Linked DNA regions of Mus musculus: region 1 is linked to region 2. The links are chromatin contacts, called in public promoter capture Hi-C maps. All regions are on one chromosome and are shown on one strand. The core of a region is the stretch at or near the end of the contact, and the rest is flanking DNA. Distances in the headings are between cores, read along the strand shown.

What was found. Capture Hi-C pulls out chosen DNA fragments and counts their contacts.
Region 1: a promoter capture Hi-C map of liver shows a contact between it and region 2. The contact joins two enhancer-like sites. A contact is called at or near these places in 2 of 115 datasets of contacts at active chromatin or transcription factors (effector CD8 T cells and memory CD8 T cells) and 2 of 9 other capture datasets (adipose tissue and liver).

What each region holds. Positions count from the first base shown.
Region 1 is chr4:139,371,500-139,377,443 of GRCm38.p6, reverse strand. Emc1 (ER membrane protein complex subunit 1) reads right to left here. Exons shown (of 24, transcript NM_146157.4): 21 at 5,638-5,848; 22 at 3,551-3,635; 23 at 2,235-2,364; 24 at 1-2,098. The coding sequence ends at 1,919. Among named protein-coding and RNA genes, the nearest start is that of Ubr4, 6.2 kb to the left of the region's middle. Within about 2 kb of position 3,668, at least 25 of the 459 cell types and tissues checked have an H3K27ac peak or open chromatin away from gene starts, as enhancers often do. A contact at or near this core is called in liver, where this site is marked.
Region 2 is chr4:139,230,329-139,236,886 of GRCm38.p6, reverse strand. All of the region lies in intron 1 of Capzb (capping protein (actin filament) muscle Z-line, beta), which reads right to left. Among named protein-coding and RNA genes, the nearest start is that of Capzb, 41 kb to the right of the region's middle. Within about 2 kb of position 3,871, at least 121 of the 459 cell types and tissues checked have an H3K27ac peak or open chromatin away from gene starts, as enhancers often do. A contact at or near this core is called in liver, where this site is marked.

The sequences.
Region 1 (5,944 bases), core at 2,419-4,918, 140 kb before region 2:
CAGCTTTATTCCAGGAGCGTGGTCAACTCTTTGACTTCCCTGCTCAAAAGAACAAGCAGTCCCCAAGTTCATAAGCAAGGTCAAACTTGGGATTCTTTCTGTGCAGCATACAGAAGCCCAGACAGGAGTACACACACCTAACACAGAAGCCCAAACAGGAAAACACACACACACCCCACACAGAAACTCAGACAGGAATGCACACACACCACACAGAAGCCTATACAGGAGTGCATACACACACCACAGAAGGAGCCCAAACAGTAGTGCATACACACCACACACAGAAGCCCAACCCTAGACTACATAGCTAGTTCTAGCCCAGCCATGGTTACATGGTGAGATCCTGTCTCAATAAAATAAGTAAAAAGATTAGATGTGTTGAGGCTCTAGCTCAGTAGTAGTAAAGTGTGTCCTAACACACATGAGGCCCTGGGTTTGAGGCACAGCATCCTCCTTGCAGCCCCTCAAAAAAATTATTAAGATTTTAAAACTAAGAAAAACAACAGCCCTCGTGGCTCACCTTATGGAGAGCTTCAGTGCAGAGAACTGGCCTGGCATGAGAGACCTTGGATTCTACCCCTAATGCCACGCAGAAAATTATACCAATGAGATTTAAAACTTGCCCACCACCAAGCATGATGGCCAACACCAGCAATCCCAACACTGGGAGGCTAAGGCAGGAGGATTGCAAGTTTGAGGCCAGCCTGGGCTAACTGAGCAAAACTCTGTCTTTAAAAAAAAAAAAAAAAGCTAAGCATGGTGATGCATGCCTTTTAATCCCAGCACTTGGGAGACAGAGGCAGGCGGATTTCTGAGTTCGAGGCCAGCCTGGTCTACAAAGTGAGTTCCAGGACAGCCAGGGCTATACAGAGAAACTCTGTCTCGAAAAGCCAAAAAAAAAAAAAAAGGTTTTAACAAAGCTGCTTTCCTCCAGCTGTGCTACAGGATGTCTATAGGGGCCTATAGGGACAATAGATTTGATGTACTGGACCTCAAGATCTCACCAAGGCTCAGACTGTTAGTTTTAAAAGGCTTTAGCCCTAAGGCACACACCTTAGATCCCAGCACTTGGGAGGCAGAGGCAGGAAGATCTCTGTGAGTTCAAGACCAACCTGGTCTACAAAGAGAGTTCTAGGACAGTCAGAGTTACACAGAGAAACCCTGTCTACAAAAACAAAAAAAAGAAAAAAGAAAGAAAAGTATTAAAGATTTTAGCCTTGCTATAGCTCAGGAGAAAAAGCACAGGTTGTGGATGAAAAACCAAATTACTGTTATGTGCTTGGCTTTGATAGGCTGAAAGAAATGGCCCAGCCATATAAATGGTGGCATGGAATGACAGCTTGGTTAAAATTAGTTCTCACTCCATGTATGGATCCTTCAACTTCTCTTCAGAGAGAGAAGTCCTCAGACCTTGGCTAAGAATGGCTCCTGCATCCACCCCATCAGTCAGGCAGCCACACACACCTTAAAGCCAGAGCTGGCCCATCAAGCTTGAAAGCAAGAGACAAGAGAATAAGGTGTCAGAATATTTCTAGTAAGACTGGAAATACAGAAGGTTAACTAAGGTCAATTTAAACAGTCTCAGAAGAAAGAAACCAGAGGTCTCATGAAAGGAAAAAAAACAAAAAAACAAAAAGAAAACAAAAACAAAAGGCTCACAGCATCCACGAATGAGCACATAAAGGGAACAGGGAGTGGATCAGATGCACGGAGCTCCTCCACGCTGAGGTGGGTATCTGACCACAAGAACTGTTCGTCACCGTGTTCCCGAAGCACTTCTCCATGAAGGTGCACCTTCTTCTCCCAGACGTAAGTGAGACAAGAGCCCAGCCCAACCTCAGGGATCCAACAGTCCACGGCCATCTCCTTAGCTGTCCCTCTTCCCGAGGCTCCACTCTGGCACGGTGCTCCCATTTTACCGCCAGGCTCGATTGAGGAGTTTCACCTGTGCCAGCCTCTTTGTGATCATGGTGGCAAAAACCAGGCCAAAAAGGACACTGCTGATGAGCACATAGTCGTAGTCATCTTTCAGGACATCAAACTGCTTGGACGGGTAAACTCGAGTTTGGTAAATATCCAAACCGTAGGCCACAACCTAAAAGACAGCTAGAATGAGAACTGGGGATAAAGACAGCCAGTGAGCAGCCACAGCACCTCAGATTCAGTCAGGAATGAGGTGGGATCCTCAAGGCACAAGACCACCACTGCAGAGGTCATGTGGGGCCACTCACCAAACAAGTGGACTCCAGGCCTGAGGGCGCTGTATAGATGCCTCGCATTCGAGAGACTGTCTGGTTATAGTTGATGAATCGCTCTGCATGGACCTGAACATCTGGAGAATATGGGATCAGGTTCTCTTCTCTGCAAAACACAGGTAGGGATAGGAACTCTAAAAGCTGCTATAAAGGGACCTCTTTCTTGGCTGTCCTTCCTGGGATCCAGGTCCCAGGACACACACTAAACCTGAATTTCCTCTGAGGCCTACTTCAGTCAGGTTGTTACGAATACAGCAACTGAAGGAACACGGAAGGGCTGTAAGGAAGGCTGGTTGGAGAATAAGGTTAAGCACCAGACTCCTAAGTTGTTCTACATTTGCTAAGAACACATAACATAAGCCAGGCATGGAGCATATACCCACAATTCTCAGCACTTAGGAAGCAGAGACAGGAGAACTGTCCCAAGTTCAAAGTTCCAGGCCAGCCTGGGCTACAGTGATTTCTAGGCCAGCCTGGGCTACAGTGAGATGCTGTCTTAAAACCAAAGAAAGAAAACATCACACAGATGGCCAGCACTGCACACAAGAAGAAGAAAGGCCATTTTCAAACGAACACACTAAACCACTGGCAACTCCCACTCTTGACACAACCGCCTCAGTCTGGTTCATTCTCAGAAAGGGTACAGGGTTCTTCTAGCTCCACCCTGTCTCTTGCTTCAACCCACTCTCTGCTTCTCCCACTTCCTGCCCTTCTGGGTTTCCCTAAGGGAAAAGACTTTAGGATACAGGAGAGGAGACAGGCAGAAATTCAACAACTCTTAGCTTTCCTTCCTCACTTGCTTCCCTGCCTACGCCTTTACCCTTCACTACTCCCGCCTTTAGACTCAACGGGCCTGGCTCCAGGGCTGTGGTGTTGTTTCTTCTGCCTGGAATAATCTCACTGTACACTGTCGCTATCTTCAGACACACCAGAAGGGGGCATCGCATCAGATCCCATTACAGGTGGTTGCAAGCCACCATGTGGTTGCTGAGAATTGAACTCAGGACCTCTGGGAGAGCAAGAATGTACACCAACCAACCACCTTCAGATCACCTTTATCAAAGAACTTCCCAGAGCCCATCTCAAATTCTTCCACACACATCCCTGACACCCTCACAGCTTCCTAGAATCTTTTTCCTCTGCATTTACCAGTGACACCATTCACTTAGCTTGTTACCTAATGTCATTTCCCACCCAAACATCAGCTCCCAGAGGCAGGCTCCTAGCATGGCAGACTGAGCACTAGTATTGTCCATGCATTCAGTCCTGATAGTCAGAGCCTTGTGTCTCACCTGCTTTGCTCTGTTGGGATCTCTGGGCGCCGGGGATCCAGCAAGGCCTTGGGGAGGGAAAGGATTGCTCCAGAAGGCAGCCCAACTGCACAGGAAGAGATGAAGGTTCACATTTACCGAATCCGGGATAAGGCCAGTTACACAGAGCTTTACAATAAAGAGCTTCAAGTTACGAAAAAACAGGTCACCAAGGTCCTGTTAAATAATCAAAAACAAACAAAGCCGGGCGTGGTGGCGCACACCTTTAATCCCAGCACGCAGGAGGCAGAGGCAGGCGAATTTCTGAGTTTGAGGCCAGGCTGGTCCACAGAGTGAGTTCCAGGACAGCCAGGGCTTCACAGAGAAACCCTGTCTCCAAAAAAATAAAAAATAAAAACAAAACAAAATGAAACCGCTGGAAACAGTAAAGCACTAATACACATGGGCATGGGTGACTGTGCCTGGCGTGAAGACACTGGGTTCTTGACACAGTCTAGTTAGCCTGAGGCCATGTGGGCTGCTGGGTAATGCAGCCAGGAATGCAGAGAAACAAGCACTGGACAACAGCAGTTTCATAATGGTGGTCAAAGGTCCTGTAATGTCCAGAGCTAGTTCCCTCCTGCTTGACAGCAAGTAACACTAGGTGCCTGTAGAAGCTCAGAGCCCCAAGCGTCTCCGGTAAACCTGAGCAGGAGCCTGTTAGTTTCCCACTGAGTCTTAATCCCAGACTACACCAAGTGAGCTCTGGTTTCCATACAAGTCTGCACAGGCTATGTTTAAGAATGACCCGGGGCGGGGGCTGGCTCAGCGGTTAATAGCACTGACTGCTCTCCCAGAGGTTCTGAGTTCAATTCCCAGCAACCACATGGTGGCTCACAACCATCTGTAATGGGATCTGATGCAATGCCCCCTTCTGGTGTGTCTGAAGACAGCTACAGTGTACTCATATACATAAATAAATCTTAAAAAAAAATGACAAAGGGGTTGGAGAACACTGGAAAGATCACTCAGTGGCTAGAGCACTAGTGTCCTTCCGGGACCAGGGCTCGAGTCTTACCTCCACACGGCAGCCCACAATAACCTGTGACTACCTCTGACTTCTACTGCAGTGAATCCAGTGCCCTCTTCTGGCTTCCCTGAGCACCAGGCATAGATGTGGAACACAGATGTGTGCAAAACACCCATACACATAAAATAAATGTTTAGGAAGTTAAAACATGTCATCAGGACCAGGCATAGTGAGCACACTGTCTCAGCACTTGGGAGGCAGAGAGGATCACTGGGTTCGATGCCAGTCTGTCTACATAGTGAATTCCAGGACAGCCAGGGCTATGTGGAGAGACCCTATCTCAAAAACAAACAAACCAAAAATCAAGATGCTGAGCATTCATGTGGGGGGAGGCGGGAAGATTAGGAGTTGGAGGCCACCTTGAGCAATATGAGATCCTGTCTCAAATAAAGAATGACATCAAGAGTCAGGCACAGAAAGACGTTTCACTTTCTCTCATACGTGTGTGTGTGTGTGTGTGTGTGTGTGTGTGTGTGTGTGTGTGTGTGTGTGTGTGTGTTTAAGATCATAAAAGTAGAAAGCGGGCTGGGTGTGGTGGCGCACGCCTTTAATCCCAGCACTCGGGAGGCAGAGGCAGGCGGATTTCTGAGTTCAAGGCCAGCCTGGTCTACAAAGTGAGTTCCAGGACAGCCAGTACTATACAGAAAAACCTGTCTCGAAACCCCCCCCCCCAAAAAAAAGTAGAAAGAGGACCATGAAAGAAAATGAGGAGATGGTGGGTGGATGGGAGAGCCTGGGGACAGCCATGCTCCATGGAGTAGAAGGGGGACTCTGCAGAGGGAGGGAAGTGACCAGCAGAGGGGTAGGGCATAAAGAAGAACAAGAATGGCATAGGTCTATGAGAATGCCTAAGGGAAACCCATTATTTCGAATACTAACCTAAAAACATATGTAGCTAAAACAAATGAAACCGGGGATGAAAGAAAGCACCAAAGGAAGGAAGTGGCTCATGAAATCCAGCACTAAGCAAAGGCAGGCAGGGCAGAGCATCCTCACAGCACAGCCCCACTTCAGCTGAAGCCGTCCTCCCAACACTCACTGAGCAAGTGCCGGCTGGTGATGCCCCTCTCGGTGATGGTAGCTTCCATGGCACTGATGGAGGAGGGGAAGATGTAGGACTGCTGGAGGACCTGGGGCAGCTGGGGTCGGTCTAGAGAGCTGAAGGCAGTGGCATTGTACTGTTCAGTGCCCTCGTAGAGCTCCAGGGCCGTCAGCTCATTGCGCCGAGCCTTAGAATTCCAGTACTGGTACTGTGAGCAGAAGGGGAGGCAATCTGGATTTAGTGTCAGATCACCTGGAAAGGGAACGCCGTTCACAGCAGCTGCAGACCAGGGAGGAAAAGACCC
Region 2 (6,558 bases), core at 2,622-5,121:
CAGATCACGTTTCTGCCCACCCACAGTGAAACCCCTGGAGTGGGAGACATGCTTAGGTGGCAGACCAATTGCCTAGTGTGTGCAGGGCCCTGGGTTCAATACCCAGAATAAACCAAGCACAGTGGCATGGCCTGCAATTTTAGCACTTGGGAGGCAGAAAAGAAGCTCACAAGTTCACCATCATTGTCACTTATGTAGTGAATGCAAGACCATCCTGAGACACATGAGACCCTGCCCCCAAATAAGGGATTGGGCAGGTGCTGGAGAGATGGCTCAGTGGTTAGGGGCGCATGCTGCTCTTGCAAAGGACCTGGCTTCAGTTCTTAGCACCCTTGTGAGGAGGTTCACAAATGGCCGCAACTCCAGTGCAAGGGCATCTAAGGCTTCCAGCCTCTGAACATGCACACATGTACACATATAAGCATGCATTTACAGAGTATTAACAGTTTACAGTAGTTTGAAACAAAGACTGGAAACTCTAAATGATTCCATTGGAACTAGTGTTTCTCACCTAGAGATGATCGCTGTGGGACTAACCATCCCCACCTGACTTGCTGTTTCAGGACGCATGAGAACACTTCTGCCTGTCATGACAGGGATAAGGAAGGGACACTGCCAGGACTTATGACTAGGGGTCAGCAATACCACTCAACAGCCAACCCTAAGAACAACTTCCCTAAAACTGCCTAGCTAACCTTGTCAGTTGTGGGGGACCAGGGGAGCTTGCTCCTAGTACCCAGGTCAGAGCAAGGGCCCTCTTCAGAAACACCAGGCATGTATTTACCTAGGACCACTCGGGCCCTAAAACTTGTGGGTTTTGAAAACAGTCATTAGCAACCTTCTTCGGAATGCTGAAGAAAATGTCTACATATGTAAGTCACCCTTATTTACAACAGTAGCCCCAATACATTGGGACTTATGGAGATGGTGAGGGCCAGCATGCAAGAGCACCATTCTGATCTCTGGGCAGCCTCTTCAGACCCCCAAACCCCAGCATGCCACTCCTCAACCCCAAGGGGCCTCTACAGAAGGTCTTGCCTGCAGACTGCCAGACTGCACGCGCTGGCAGACCAGTCCTACCCTGCTGATCTCACTCCATCTCACTGGGTTCTATGCTGTCCCAATCCACCCTAACTGGAAATGTTTTCTGGGGCTAAGGATGTTTAACTCTCATTAGGTTAGGAAATGACTAAATGCCTCCCGTAAGTGAAGCAACATGGGAAAGTCTACTGACAGCCCGTAAAAAGTTAAAATTAGAGTGCAGTGGACCAGAGCCACTCGCTAGGAGTCACACCGAGCCTGGGGGTCCGAAGGGAACAGCATCAAGAACACCAAGAAAACAGGGTAGGGGGGAAGGGTCCCCTGTGGACAACCCAGGAGACACCCCCACTTTCATGAGGTCCAGAAACAAGTATGGATGAACTTGTCTGCTATCTATGGATGCACGTGCACCTCAAACTAGTACAGCAGCCTAAGAAGACTGAATACAGAACTCATAACCATGGAAGACTTACACAGGCACCAGGAAACAGAAGACAGTATTGTCTGGGTCTTGTAAGACACACTGAGAAGCTTCAAACTGTGTTAATCTGTTATTTACGTAGTCAGCAGACAGGCAGACAGGCAGGCAGGCATACATACATACATACATACATACACACACACATACATATTTATTTTATGTGTATGAATATATTGCCTGCATGTATGTCTATGTCCATGCCTGGTGCCAATGAATGCCAGAAGAGGGCATCAGATCCCATAGAACTGGAGTTACAGATAGTTGTAAGTCACCTTGCAGGTTCTGGGACTAGAACCTAGGTCTTCTGAAGAGCAACAAGTGCTCTTAATTGCTAAGCCAGCTCTCTAGCCCCATAAATAAAGCACTAGGAAGAAAGACCACAGGAGCAAGTGAAGACGGGGTGCAGCAGAGGAGGAGGTCTTTCCTGTGGCTAGATGTCTGTGAGACTTCAATCTGTGCCTGGTTGTGGCCTGTATACCCTCGGAGATGCTTCCTAAATGGACACTTCCTTCCTCCCCTGAAGAGCAGATGCATAGCTGGGTCCCTCTGCCCTGCTTATCTATAAAACCACCCTTCTGGATTCACTAGTCAATAACTGGGCATGGAGTGCCAACCTTGGGCCAGGCCCTGAACTTGGCCTGAGGCATGAACACATGACAGGGACACAGCAGTTTACCTTTGGTCCTGTACCCATCTTCTTAGGCTGCCCTTCCCCAAAATTACTTCTTATTCTGCAAACTGTAAGCCCTTGACTAAAATGGCTTCTTGCAAGTGCCCTCCTTCAGAAAGCCAGCTTTCTGGACTTTCCCTCCCACCACACTGGTGGTCATGGGATGGGATGAAAATTAAGTAGCCAAAGAAAGGCCATTCCACCGCACCTTCCACAGCTCTCTGCCCATTCAATTAGTCATTCAAAAATTATTTATTGTTGCCTAGGTAACCAGCTCTGTTTTTGATGCTCAATAGTGAATACAAAGTCCCTGGTCTTTACAGAGCTTACAGTGCAGGGGAAAAAAAATTAAAATCAATTAGGAAAAAAACCGCAGTGGGACAAGAGCGGAGGGCATGAAAGGATACGGGTGCTGGCTTCTGAAGTCCATCAGCCAAGGCAGGAGGGGTGGCTTCTGCTAGCTTCCCCATAACTTTAAAAAAGTCACAAAAGTGCCTAAATCACCTGGCAACAAGTAAAATACTGTCCACTAAGTGAGAACTAAGAGGCAAACCAAATGCCACAGGAGAGAGTACAAGGGCCCGAGTGTCATCCAGTCTTCTGCACACAGCCCAACCTGCCCTGCTAAATACAGAGACAAAGTTCCTGGGGAAATCATGAGCAAAGTAAACACCATCAGTTCCCGAGCAAGGCAGGCACACCAAGAGCCAGGCACACGCTGGCCTGTGATAAGCCCCCGCTGTACACTGCACACACACACTCCCCCAGCAATGATAAAGCTGGACAGAAAGCTCAGAGGACTACTATAGCCAAAGGACTCCCAGGGACATGTGAGTGTGTGTGTGTGTGTGTGTGTGTGTGTGTGTGAGTCTGTACCTGAGGCATCCCTTAGGGGCCCTGCAGGGTCACAGTGCACCTCCACAGTCTAAAAGGAAGAGAAGGGCTGATGATGAGACCGTATGCTGCGCCTTGAGGGCCAGCACAGCACAGAGATGGGATGAGCGCTGGTCTCGAGTAGGAGGTGACTGGGCCTTGTAATGAGTGACCGGTACTCACAGGCAGCTCACTTAGCGTGGACCAGGCTTAGAGCCCCATCACCCCATCACTGTGGCTCTTGTCTCTTGTCAGGGGGAAGGCATGTGGTTGTGTGCTGTCTTCTCTGGACTCTGTAAAATCCACTGCCCTGTGTAGGAAGAGCTCAGAGGGATGGCACCGACCTGTATCACAGGAGACTGATTTCCCAAAGCCAGCCCTAACTCGGCACTCTGCCCTATCCAGCACGCCTGGTCAGTCTCTCTCTGCCACTGGACTCACATGTGTCCACAGCCCTTTCTTCTCAGAAGTGGGGTACGTCTTGTGACTACTTTGGCAATCCTACAGCAAGCCTGACCTTGAGTGACTTCTGAGGATAGATGAGACTGGCAGCTTCTCTCCACAGGAAAAGCAGCTCAGACCTTCTAAGACAGATAGGCCCCTAAGCCCTGGCAGTACGTCTGGCTTCCGCTGACGACACCAATACATGCCCCTGAGTCAGAATGGCCTGGCCAGGGTGTCCCCAAGCCGGGCCAGGGTGTCCCTAAGCCGATGACCACAGAAGCCACTCTGGAGGAACTTTGGAGACACTAGGGAATCTTGGGTAACCTTGTTGGATGGCAGTAGCACACAGTTTCTTGCAATGACCACTGGGGGGCAGTCTCACTAGATGAGCCTTGGGCAGAAGAGACCATCAAGGGACCTTCTCGGGCATGCTCAGAAGGCTGCAGAGTCAGTAGTTAATGGGCAGAACAGACAGGAGGGGAGTTGAAAAGCTCAGAGTGCATGCAGTCTGGGCATCCTTTGAAACATGGTGTATCTAACTCCAGGGAGAACCAGGAGCCCACACTACTAGGACTTCCAGGCGGAAGTGGGGCCTGGTTCTCCTGACTGGTTGGGCAGATCTGGACTCTGGTGGCATCTGCATATAAACAGAGCCCGCAGAGCTAGTTTACATTCCAGAGGGGTTTAGTGAATACTCACTTCAGACTGCACAGGGTGAGCTGCTGGCGCCTGGAGGCTGGGCTGACTCACCACAGACTTGTGGTGTCCCACTTGACCAGGACTGGCCTCCAGGATGGTCTTGTGACCCAACAAGCATTGTTTAGCAGAATCTGTTTTTTGCCTTGGAACACAGAACAGTTTGTGCTGGGGGCTATTTGGGAGAGAATGAAGGGCAAACCCAGCCTCCATGTCAGGTCACTCAGGAAAAACGCGCATTTTGGTTGAATAAAATGAAAAGTGATTTTTCTACTGAATAACTGTCCCTGGGAGGCACACTGATGACAGTGGCCCAGACACAGTGAATCCTCAGGGTGGCATTTGTTTCCATGGAAAATCTACTGAGGAAACAAAACAACATCTACTTGGGCAGAAGGTCCCTGAAACTTGTCATGGATGGGTCAGTGACATCTTTTGAAACAGACTAAATCAACATCATGTGACACACCAGGAACCATTTAGCACTGTCTTGGATCATGCAGATGTCTCTAGAAGATGGTAATCTCTCAGGAAGAAAGGAGCTCAGGTCCCTGAATGGCCTGCCACCTCATGTGCAAGAAATAATTCCCTGCTTTACCTTGGCTCTAGAAAGAACGAACCCTTTAAAGCAAGCAGCATGATGCAGAAGCAATGCCATTTTGACAGTGCCTCCTTCTCACACTGCAGAACTCTTAGCGAGGCATAAGGACATGGCTTCTCTGCCAGGACACGCTCTGGGCAGTCCAGGGCCCATTCTTCCTGGTTCCTGTCTAACTTGACACAGGCTTTCCATGTGGGCTGCCAACGGTCTCTAGGAAGCAGGGGTGTCACTTCAGGTGCCAAGTCACTCTGCATCAACTAAGGAGGATAGACTTGAAAGCCAACATCTGCTGCACACAACCCCCTTACTGTGTGCCATCGGGCAATGGTTCCCTAACGCTGCAGTGAGATGAGGGACAGAAGGACAAGGACAGACTAAGTCCACAGGTGCTGTCAAGAGGTCCTCCCGGAGCACCTTGCAGCCTGCTCTCTGATGCCTTCTCATCCAATGTCCCACAGAGGTTGCAGCTGAGAACAGCCAACTACTTGAACCATCTCCCTATTTCCTGATGTCTCCAAACCCACCTGAGGTTATCAAAACCACACCAATGTGACAGGCTTAGAAGAGTCCCATGATGCCTAGACATGTGACCCAACAGTGGGAATTTCCATGTGCTTCTCCCAGAGGAAACTTAGCAACCTGCACGCAGCTCCTGTCTAGCTCTCTAGCCACCATAGATGGATGGACTGACTTTCCCTGACACAGCCCGTGGGAACCAAAGCCTCCGAGCGAGTCACCCTCAGCTGTGCGTCTGTCTGCAGCGTCAGCTCCCACCTGCAAAACTCAGGGTCATTTCTCCGTGGAGCCTGGAATTCACTCTGTGAGGCTGGTGGAAAGGCAGAGTTCTCTGAAAGGAACAGGTTTCCGGCATCTCCAGGAGGCAGAAACACTCCATGAGTTCCAAGACAGCCTGGTCTACAGAGTGAGTTCCAGGACACAGAGAAACTTTGTCTTAAAATTCAAAACAAAACAAAACAAAAAAGGCCAACTCAATGAGCAAACCAATTCCAAAAGAAAAGGGAAGTAAGTAGCGTTGCCTCTGCTGCTGAGCACTGAGCACTGAGGAGTACTGAGCACTGAGGAGCACTGAGCACTCAGGCTCATGTCCTGGGGAAAGGGTGCCGGCTTCACAGGTGAGTGAAGGCAGTCAGGAAACTCAGGCCTCTTGGCCTGGAGCCAGAGCACTGTGACACTGAGACAGACTGGCCTCCACGCCCAAGACCACTAACCAACAGTATCCAGTCTAATAGTCACTTCCTGTAGCAGCCTGCTGGCACAGAGAATTAATTAGCAACAGTGAAGGTCTTCTCCTGGGAGGGGGGGGGCAATTCCACCACCAATCTGTCTCCTTAGATTACAACCACAGTCTCACACACCACTGACAGGTGATTTCTTAAAAACACTAAAGCGTTTTGGAAACTGTGTCTCTGGATGAGGGTTTCCTGGCCCCTTTAGAAGAGTCCACAGGGCGCCATCACCTATGGTCTGTTCATTAATGGTTCGCAGATGTCTCTAGCTTCTGCCTCTGTACGATCCTGGCTGGTTTCATGTAACCAGCGACTAATCCCTCCACTTTGTCAACTGGCAGCTAGACACATAATTAGGGGCAATCCCAAGATGTCTTCAATAGATGGCATGTGTGCTGTGCACATCCACTTCTATGGTACGGGAAACTCAAACGGACTCTGCGCAAAGGCTAGGCAATTAATCCAGAGTGTCCCTGTATTCCAAACCTGGAAGAAAATTGTTTGG